Regions from separate parts of the Mus musculus genome. Here all the other regions are linked to region 2. A link is a contact called in public Hi-C and HiChIP or PLAC-seq data. All regions are on one chromosome and are shown on one strand. The core of a region is the stretch at or near the end of the contact, and the rest is flanking DNA. Distances in the headings are between cores, read along the strand shown.

The links. Hi-C and Micro-C count contacts between places; a contact is called where the count stands out from the background. HiChIP or PLAC-seq counts read pairs in DNA pulled down with a chosen protein or histone mark.
Region 1: a contact with region 2 is called in a Hi-C map of B cells, with 3 times the contacts expected there. The contact joins the promoter of Rab13 here to the promoter of S100a7a in region 2. A contact is called at or near these places in 5 of 39 promoter capture datasets (the C10 cell line, the HPC-7 cell line, cranial neural crest and 2 more), 2 of 15 datasets of contacts at CTCF or cohesin (large pre-B cells and pro-B cells), 6 of 484 Hi-C or Micro-C datasets (B cells, the G1E-ER4 cell line, the N1E-115 cell line and 2 more), 2 of 115 datasets of contacts at active chromatin or transcription factors (the 230-238 cell line and bone marrow-derived macrophages) and 1 of 9 other capture datasets (liver).
Region 3: a contact with region 2 is called in an H3K4me3 HiChIP or PLAC-seq map of pro-B cells, with 2.2 times the contacts expected there. The contact joins the promoter of Gatad2b here to the promoter of S100a7a in region 2. A contact is called at or near these places in 2 of 39 promoter capture datasets (the C10 cell line and cranial neural crest), 2 of 115 datasets of contacts at active chromatin or transcription factors (large pre-B cells and pro-B cells) and 1 of 9 other capture datasets (adipose tissue).

Annotation. Positions count from the first base shown.
Region 1 is chr3:90,219,047-90,222,350 of GRCm38.p6, reverse strand. Rab13 (RAB13, member RAS oncogene family) reads right to left here and starts at 1,567. Exons shown (of 8, transcript NM_026677.4): 1 at 1,329-1,567; 2 at 54-114. The coding sequence starts at 1,452.
Region 2 is chr3:90,653,047-90,656,158 of GRCm38.p6, reverse strand. It overlaps S100a7a (S100 calcium binding protein A7A), which reads right to left and starts at 1,857. Exons shown (of 3, transcript NM_199422.1): 1 at 1,818-1,857; 2 at 502-721. The coding sequence starts at 651.
Region 3 is chr3:90,291,683-90,294,874 of GRCm38.p6, reverse strand. It overlaps Gatad2b (GATA zinc finger domain containing 2B), which reads right to left and starts at 1,694. Exons shown (of 11, transcript NM_139304.3): 1 at 1,451-1,694.

The sequences.
Region 1 (3,304 bases), core at 318-2,817, 430 kb after region 2:
GGGAGGGTTGGGGTCAAAGGGCAATCTGGCTGGGGACTGGGCAGCTCACTCACCACACTTGCAGTTTGATCCTCTTCCCCTCTATGTCCACGGTTCGGATCTTGAAATCAATTCCTGGGGTGAAGGGTGTGAAGACAGGTAAGCATGTGTGGAAAGTATGGTGGGGGAGAGTGGGGGCTGCACCAGTAACTGCTGGTACTCAGGTACTCGAGGTAGTGACCTTGCTGGATGTGTAGCCAGGAGGGAGAGCTTTTCCACAGCTTTATTCCTATGGTAAGCATACTGTGTCTCCTCAGATTTCATGACGTTTTGGAGAAAAGCTATGAAACTCTTCAGCTGGGTTAAAAGCATGCCATCTGACAACTTTCCCTTCCATCTCTACCTCACCTTCCCATCCCTCTTCCCCCTCCTCCCCCAAAATACACTACTGGTCCTCCACCGCCCTGCTAGCCCTTAAGGGTAGAGAGGAATGAGAGGGCAGCTGATTGAGCCTATGTGAATTAACTAGTGAGCTAAGCTTGGAAGTGGGGGGGGGGGGGGGGGAAGAAGCTCTCTAAGAATCCTCTGGAGAATTAGGAGAGGGAGGGAGGAAGAGAGGGAGGGAGGAAGAGAGGGAGGGAGGGAGAGAGAGAGAAAGTTTCCTTTTTGTCACTAGAGGAGATAAGATTCTCAGTCAAGAGATGAAGAAAGATAAAGAGGGGAGGGGAGGGGGAAAGGAGATTCTTCTTACTGGAAGTCTCCCAGCCACTTAGGAGGCTCCAGAGAGAAGGATGGTGCAGAAGCTTACTCAGAGACCCCAAAGTCCCCTGGCATCCACCATCCTCACTCCCACAGCACACCCAGCCACACTCTGCAGTACCTTGCTGAGGGTAGGGAGGCTAAAAAGATGATTTGAAGGTGGGGCAGATCCTGCGGGAAGTTTGAAGCCAGTAGGTCAGTAAGAGGCCAACACAATTGGGAAGCAGGGAAAAGAGAAATTGTGAAGAGTGGATCTAGAGCGTCTAGGTGCAGTGATGGGGTAAAGAAGGAAGCAGATGGAAATGACGATAACCTGTGTGGATTTGGAGAGACTAGGGAGACAGTACCAAGAGACGGAGTGGGTGGCAGCAACTGGGACTATCTGGAAACCTCAAAAAGGTTTGAGGTTTTGAGTGTTATTCAGGGACATTATGGAGGATGGGTCTGGGGCAGGGGTCGACAGACTGGAAATTAGTGTTTTTCTCTAAGGGGATCAAAAAAGTAGGTTCCTTAGTCTTTCAGGAGCCGGTGTATGAGGGTGGGCGGGGGTGGGGTGGGTCTGGGGTCTGGGATACAGCCTGTGGGCTCACCGATGGTAGAGATGTAAGTGCTGTTGAAGTTGTCCTCTGCAAAGCGAATGATCAGACAAGTCTTGCCCACCCCCGAGTCCCCGATGAGCAGCAACTTGAAGAGGTGGTCGTAGGCTTTGGCCATGGCGGACACTGGGGGCGCCGGGGGAGGGGTCGGGAAGAGCCAACACTGGTAGGCGGGATCCGAGGGTTGGCAGGCAGAAACCGCCGGAGTCCCAGCCAGGAAGTTTTCCTCCCTCTCCGCCCAGGCCCCGGGAAAAGAAGAGAGGCGGCCCTGCTCTCGGCTCCACCCCTCTTCGCCAGTGGAGAGGCCTGTCCAGCTCCAGCAGTCCGGGCGCTGCCTCCCCAGCCTCGGAGGGCCAGTTTCCCTAGCCCTTCCCATTGCCTTTGGCTAGCTGTCTTTCCTCTCTTTTGACCGAATTGGAAAGAATTTCAAAGAGATTAGGGGAAGAGGGAAAGAATTTTACCAATGGTGAAGATAGGGGTGGTAACTGGAAATTGGTAAAAAGCTGAGGCGCTATTCAAAGGCTTTTGAGTTTATGATAAATGTCCTAGGATTTTCTGTCAACAATGCATTACTTAAGACTACGAATCCCAATTCCCTTTGAAAAGAAGCGGGTTAGGAGGTTAGTATGGTGGATCAATCTGCCCCCTGGTGGAGCACAGTGAAGAACTAAAACGATAAAAATCAGCCTCATCAATTACACTCAAAACACACAGAGCCGAGTCACAATCTGGAGCGAGCCTTGAATTCAGTAGCACAACCTGCACCCCAAGGCCTGGTAATCCTATTGCCTCTACCCCTCAAGTATGAAGATTAGTACTGTGGAGCCACCATGCCCAGCTTTTCATCTTTATTTACTTACTTTCTTTATAGCGAGTGTTTTGCCTACATGTGTTTATTCACTATATGACTAGCATGCCTGCAGAGGCTACAAGACAGCAACGATCCCCTGAAACTGGAGTGTCTAGAGGTGCTGTCATGTGCCTGCTGGGAACTGAACCCAGATCCACTACAAGAGCAGCCAGCTCTTATCATCTTTCCAGTCCCGTTAGAAAAAGAAAGAGCCGGGCGTGGTGGCGCATGCCTTTAATCCCAGCACTTGGGAGGCAGAGGCAGAGGCAGGCCGATTTCTGAGTTTGAGGCCAGCCTGGTTTACAAAGTGAGTTCCAGGACAGCCAGGGCTATACAGAGAAACCCTGTCTCGAAAAAAACAAAAAAAAAAAAAAAAAAAAAAAAAAAGGAAAAAGGAAAAGGCTTTTCTAACAGATGAGTCCTGGCTGTGGGAAAGTGTCTTTATTTGTTTGTTTGTTTGTTTTTAAAGATTTATTTATTTATTATATGTAAGTACACTGTAGCTGTCTTCAGACACTCCAGAAGAGGGAGTCAGATCTCCTTATGGATGGTTGTGAACCACCATGTGGTTGCTGGGATTTGAACTCAGGACCTTTGGAAGAACAGTTGGGTGCTCTTACCCGCTGAGGCATCTCACCAGCCCTTTATTTGTTACATTATGTTTGCCATAATCTATGTTTCCATTTGTCCTCTCACAAATACAATGTATCAGTTACTCCCCCCCCCCCCAACACACACACACAAAATACTTGACAAAACAACTTATGAGAGAGGCTTACAGAAGGCAGTTCTGTCATGACAGGAGGAGCATGGGGCATCTGGTCGCTTTCCATCCAAACTCAAGGAGAGAGACGAATGCTGGTGCTCACCTCACTCTCCTTTTTTATTCGGGAGAGTGAATGGTGGTCCTCATTGTCAGGTAGGCTTTTCCCACCTCAAATAATCCAATCTAGAACTTTCCTCCAGACATGGCCAGCCATTGGATACCTAGGTGATGCTAGATCCTGTCAAGTTGACAATCCATATTAACTACCACACACAAATAACTATTCAGTTTATTTTATTAATTAATTAATTCATTACATTTATTTGTATGTGTACACACACATAATGTTGTGTT
Region 2 (3,112 bases), core at 608-3,107:
GAGGTTTTATTTCCCATGACCACCAGATTAGAGCAGTCTCCACAGCCTAAATTACCTACTCTAGACTCATGGCAGACATGCTGGTGAAGAGACTTTTATTCTGAGAACTTATAGAGAGAGTCTGAGTTTGTGGCAATGTCACTAACTAAAGTGGCTAGTGAACAGAAAACAGCTCTGAGCCTGTCATGCTCTCAGGACACAGGAGGCAGAAGAATCCAAAGGTGTGGTGTCAGGCTGTAGTCTCAGAGATTAGCTCTTCATGGTACTGGAGTGAAACTAAGCTGGTGACTTCAGAGGAGAGAAGGACAGGAAATAAAGCAAACCCTGCCCTCTGCATGCCCTCCCTCCTCCATCCTCCTTTCAGGAACAGGAGATTCTCTTGGGAGTCGTCAGTTCCTCCCACCTAACCACCTCACTGCTCACTTCCAATCCAACAAACAGCATTCTCTGGGCACTTTGGTTCTCTCTTCATCTCCCACTCCAGCCCCAGACCCTACATACCAAGGTGTCCATGAAGCGAGGCACACTATCCAAGAGCAGAGCTTTCAACTCCTCCAGGGACAAGGTCTCCTTGTCCCCTTCCCGGGCAGCATAGTGATGGAAGCAGTGTATGATTTGGAAGAGGGAGTCCTCCACTGGTGTGTCTGGCATGACTGATGGACCCTTCAGGGTACAGGCAGATCTGCAGAGCAGAGGAGGAGGCTCTGGGACAGCGGAGAGTCTGTAAGGAGGAAGAAGAATCAGGTCTGCTAACTGGAGGGATTCTTCCTCCTGGAGACATCTCCCCCCACCCCGCGCGCCCACCCACCCACCCACTTCCCTGTGCTGCATCAGAAAGAGGCCTCCTTGGACCCCTGCTGGTCCCATGTGAATTTGGTTCAGTAGCTCTGCCCGCAACAAGCTTTCCTGCCTGAACTAAGAGTGAGTCCCTTCACTGGAACTGAGGGCCTTCCTGGGTCCAGGAGTGGTCTCCTCGTTGCTAATAGTCAAGATCTGAACAAACTAAAGATGGTTTGAAGCAAGGCACTGTTTTGGTTGTGTACAATGACGATGTGGAAATCCTCAAAGAGGCAAGATCCCTTCCCCTACAATAAACTACTTGATGGGACCAGCAGAACATTAAGGTAATTATACTGCGCAGGAGAATCAGACTGGGCATTGTGCTGTTCGTGCGTTTTCTCACTGGAATATACAGACAGACAGCACAGCCATTGGCACCTTTGTCCCCACCACTGACATGTTATCTTCTCTAGGCGTTGACACACACACCCCAGCATAAGTCTATGCTCTTGTGAGCCCTATCCTGTGGCCTACTCACAACTCTATGCACTGTCCATCTGATGCCCATGGCCACTCACTCCATAGAGGTGATAGGAAGTAACAGCCTTCCCTAAACCCTGTGCAAACAACAATCATATCAACCATACATTCCGCTTCTTCTGGACCAGATAGATGATAGGCAAAGTATCAAACCTCATCCCATTTAATCCTCACAGGACCCTGAGGAGTTGATCATCATGACCCTATTCTCCTGGAGGGACAATGAAATCCAAAGAGGCTAGGGAATTTACCAAAATTACACAGCTGCTACACCTAGAATTGGCCTTGAATTCTTGTATTTGTGGACAAGCCCAAAGACACGCTTGTCCTCTGGGATTTTAAACCACTTTGAGGCCACAGTTCTGTTGTTGGAGCACTTGTTCATACTGTGCATGTTCTCCATAACATACAAGCTAAGGGTCTCTGTTCTCTAAGAGCTGCACATACCCAGCACAGCCCATACCACCCCCTGAGATCGTCTTGAAGGAGACACTGACCTGTTGCTCTTGGTGCAGGGCTGCTCAGCATCCACAGCCTGGCCTCTGTACAATCCTGGAAATCAGACAAAAGGCAGACTTCTGAGGAGGGGAACTTCTACCATGCTAGACATCCTGCCCATTCCCTGCCCACCCATTTATGACAGCCAGTGAGTGGCTTTCCACGGGTTCTTCTACAGCAGGACCAAACCTTAACTGCATTCCTGGAATGACATCGTCATACTCCTGGCTTTAGGGACCCACCTCCAGGACCTGAAAAACCTAAGAATCACCAAGGCTTCATTATACATCCACTGCCTCCAATCAGAGCTCACCATCCCACCCCACCTCCTAGCCCCAGGGACATCCTTAAAAACAGCTTCCTTGGACACCCTCCCTCAATTAGTGAACCTCTGAAGTCCACAGTAATGAATCACATTCATCCACTCAATCAACAAATATTTCATGAGTATTTTCAGCATGTCAGGCCCTCTACTAGGCAACATGAATAAGACACTTGGCCAGCTTGCTCACAGGATGGGGTTGAAGAACAGGGCTGACAGTTATACATGGACACCATGTGCCCTAGGCAAGTATAGGACAATCAGGGTACCCATCAAGGGCCACCTCCTCCCAGAAAAAAATAATTGGGGAAGACAACTTAGGGAGGTGTTATTTGAGCAGTGTCTTGAAAATAAATGTTGAGTTGCTCTGGAGAATAGAGTAGCTCTTGGCAGAGGGGACTGTGCAAGCAAAGGCTTGGAGGGATGGAACAGTACGGCCTGCTCTAGACATGGAGTTGACATGGTACACATGCATGCTTAAAAGGGCAAAGCTCTGGGTAGCAAACACATGAAAGGTAAAGGCTCTGTGCACCTAGCCAATGCGGAACCTTGACTTTCTAAGTTTAAAGAGCTAAGATATTGCTTTAGTAGACTGGATGGTGTGTGGAGGTCAAGACCTACTCTCTCTCTCTCTCTCTCTCTCTCTCACACACACACACACACACACACACACACACACACACACACACACAGTGCTAGGATCAGTTTAGACCATTAGGAAATAACGAACTGCAACCTAGAACTAACTCTTAGTAGACCATAACTCTTAGTCCAGACCTGTACATCTGGTCTCTACACAAATGCCACTTAACTATGAAGGGAAAATTAACTCTCCTTCTTCATCTCACCCCAGTACAAGCCTTCTCTCAGTGGCAGCTTCTGTCTGACCATCTCAGCCCAAGTAGCACACAGGACCGCGCAGGCTGATGAGTGTATCTCCCAGAAGGTGGCGCCAAAGATCAAGCAACTGAT
Region 3 (3,192 bases), core at 445-2,944, 360 kb after region 2:
CTTACAGACACTAATACAGAGGCCAAAAAACTTCAGTCATGGCTGTAGTAAAGATAAGATGGTTGGAGGACAGAGGTGGAAGGGGAAGATTTCTTCTTATTTTCATCTGTGCCACATTCATCTGTTGTCTATTTAAATTATAATTTCTGGAAAAGGAACGGCTCCAAAAAACTACAAAAGCTCTTCTCCAATCCACATGGATCAAAAACCTACTTTTACTCCAACTTCAAGCACTATTTCAAATCTTGCTGGGTAGGCATGAAAACACTGCCTCTCTTTGCTAAAAGATGATTTAATTTATATTATTCCCACCTCTGAAGCACACACACAAAAGCCCTTCAAGTAACTACCAGATGAGAACACTGGTTCTCTCCAGAAGAGAACAGGGAAACACTGCTAACTTCAGCATCCACATGCTACCTACCCACCAGTAAAGCCGCCACCTCCATCTCAGGACCAGTCCTTACGAAGGAACATCTTATGCTTAGAGTGAATCTGGTGCTGGGGATGAACTCAAAGAGGGCACCATACCTTTATAGAGCGGGGAAGCTGTCCGGGACAGCGATTAACACCTAAATCTCTTCATTCACAGGAGTAACTAGCTCCTTCAGGTAACTGAGCCCAAGGAGGCAAAAAGTACTCTAAGTCCCGACTTGGTCCGGAAGAGTAAGTTCTAGTTCCATCAACCCTCAAGAAGTGAACTGGGAAACAGATCCAGCGAATCCCAGAAGCCCAGCTGAGAAAATGGGTGGTTTAGTTGCTACACGAGGTAAGTAACCCACGCAAGTCAAGACAATTCCCTTTTCTTACGGAGGGCAAGGGAACGATGGACGACGAAATAAAGGGGTAAGGTTCTGCACTCCTGAGCCTGTCCCCCCCCCCAATAAAGATAATTATCCAGTGCTTCCTCCACCCTTAAGGATCCCCTTTTCGTCCTATCCGCCGTCAAACATAGGACTCAGTGCAGGGAGCGGCCCCCGCACCCCGAGGGCACTACTGGGGGCGGAGAGTTAAAAACACGGAGAGGAGGACGCTCCGGAGAAGAGGGGAGCATGGCGGGCATGAGGTACTGAGTGAAAAGGGGGATGGCGAGGGAAACGGGGAGCGAGGGAGGGGAGAAAGAGTAAAAAGCGAAGACACGAAGGGACACCAGCCGGGTCGCGCGAGGCCTAAGTGAAAGACCAGGGCGCGCGCGCGGGGGGGAGGGGAAGAGGTGAAGGGGAGCGCGAGGCGGGGGCGCGCGGGCCGGGCTGGGGGAGGGGACGCCAGGCGGGGGCGCGCGGGCGGGCGTCGGCTCGCGGGCGCTTCCCCTCCCCCCGCCCTCCACCTTTCCCCTCCCCCACCGCCGCCTTCTCGCAGCCTCGCTCCCTCCGTCGCTCCTCACCGCCCCCGGGCGGGCTGGCGGGCTGGCGGGCTGGCGGCCAGGCTGGCCTAGGCCAGAGCTCCTCACCTGGCAGCGGCGGCGGAACTCCCGACCAGGTCGCTTCCTCAGGCGGCTGTGAAGGCGTCGAAAAAGGAGGCGGCGACGGCACAGTGGGATCCAGACCCCACTGGCGGGTCCGGGAGCGGGGGTGGGGGAGGGGGCGGGCCGGGTCGGGGAGGGCGGGCGGGCGGAGCAGACACTGCGGTACAGACAGGGGCAGCAGCGGCGGCGGCGGCTGCACCGGCGGCGGCGGCACCACACAAACAAGGACGCTGATTGGGCAGCTGCCAAGCGCCTTGACTCCGCCTTAACCACACGCCACGACGGCCATTGGAGGAACTTAGCCGGCTACCCGCCCTCCTCTTCTTGCTCCTACCAATTGAAAGCGGGATACCAAGACTTCACCCCACCCTTGAGGAATGGGTGGCTGGAGAAGTAGTGATTGGCGTTAAGAAAATCCAATCATAAATGGAGAAGGGGGATGGTCTAGCGGGGGCGCGTTAATGGGTACCTCGGCCAGTCCCAGACACATCCGGGTCTTCGACAGCCCATTAAGTGTCGGGGGTCAAAAAATCGCTTCAGGCTGCAGCTTTACCTTGTAGACGTTTTGGTCCCCTGGCAGCCGCCGTACCACCTAGTCTCTTAAAACCGGGATTCTCCTTTGACAGGCTCTCATTCTTTCTCGTCTAAAGATGGAGACCGGGAACGGCGCTGGGCTCTGTGTTTGGGTGGGTGGTGTTTCATCGCGACAGAATCCATGAATTTAAGGACAGGACTAGCTTTAGGAGCTCTGGCCTTGTCTTTCTGGGGTGTGGCCTGCCCCGTTCTGCCCAAGGCCTTGGGACTCGTGTGTTAATTTACTTCTGACCGGTCCTTTCCTGGTTGTACCGTAACAGCACAAAGAAAAAACAAACAATTAGCTAAATGTACTGAATTTATGGTGTATACTCTGGGATCTGGTCTTTTTCTGTTCACAGTGAGGATACAGCTTCCCACCCCACCCTATTGCACTAGCTAAGTCAAGGCCCGGGTTCTTTTGCTAGCCTGGCTATCTCCTACTTCCTCCAAGAGGTTAGACCCGCCTACATTCTACGTTTCTAGAACACCATGAATATTCTTTCTGAGCGCCCTAGAAATGAGAACTAATTATCACAAAAATAAACACATTGAAAGAATAATAACTTTTTGGGGGAACAAGAACAATGAATTCTTACTCTCTGTGAGGCAAGTACTGGCCATCCTATCTTACAGATGAGGACAATAAGGTATCGATTAAAAGACAAAGTTACACATGTGACAGACTTGAGATTTTAACCCATGTGTACTAAGGAACAGGGTCAGATTAAGCAACTTGCCAAAGGTAGACAGCAACTGAGCAATGATTAAAAGTCAGATCTAACTAGTGCCAGAGACAGTAGAGAAGACATTTTTTCAAATCACTATGGAAATAAAATTGTAAGCCTGACATGATGGTGCACAAATGTAACTTCACCACTGGGATGCTGAGGTCACAGGTTAGCCAAGGCTAGATATGAAGATGTTTCAGATTCCTTTAAAGGGGGGCTGAAGAGATGGTTCAATAGTTAAGCACTTGTTGCTCCTCAGAGGACCCAGGTACCTATCTGTAATTCCAGTTCAAGGGCTCCATAGCACCCCTCTGACTTCCCTGAGCACCAGGGGCTCCTACAGTGCATACACATTCATGCAAGGAAAACACAGTTTGTAAATACCTAAAAATTAATTTGTTAAGAGTTGACCTAGAGATGGCA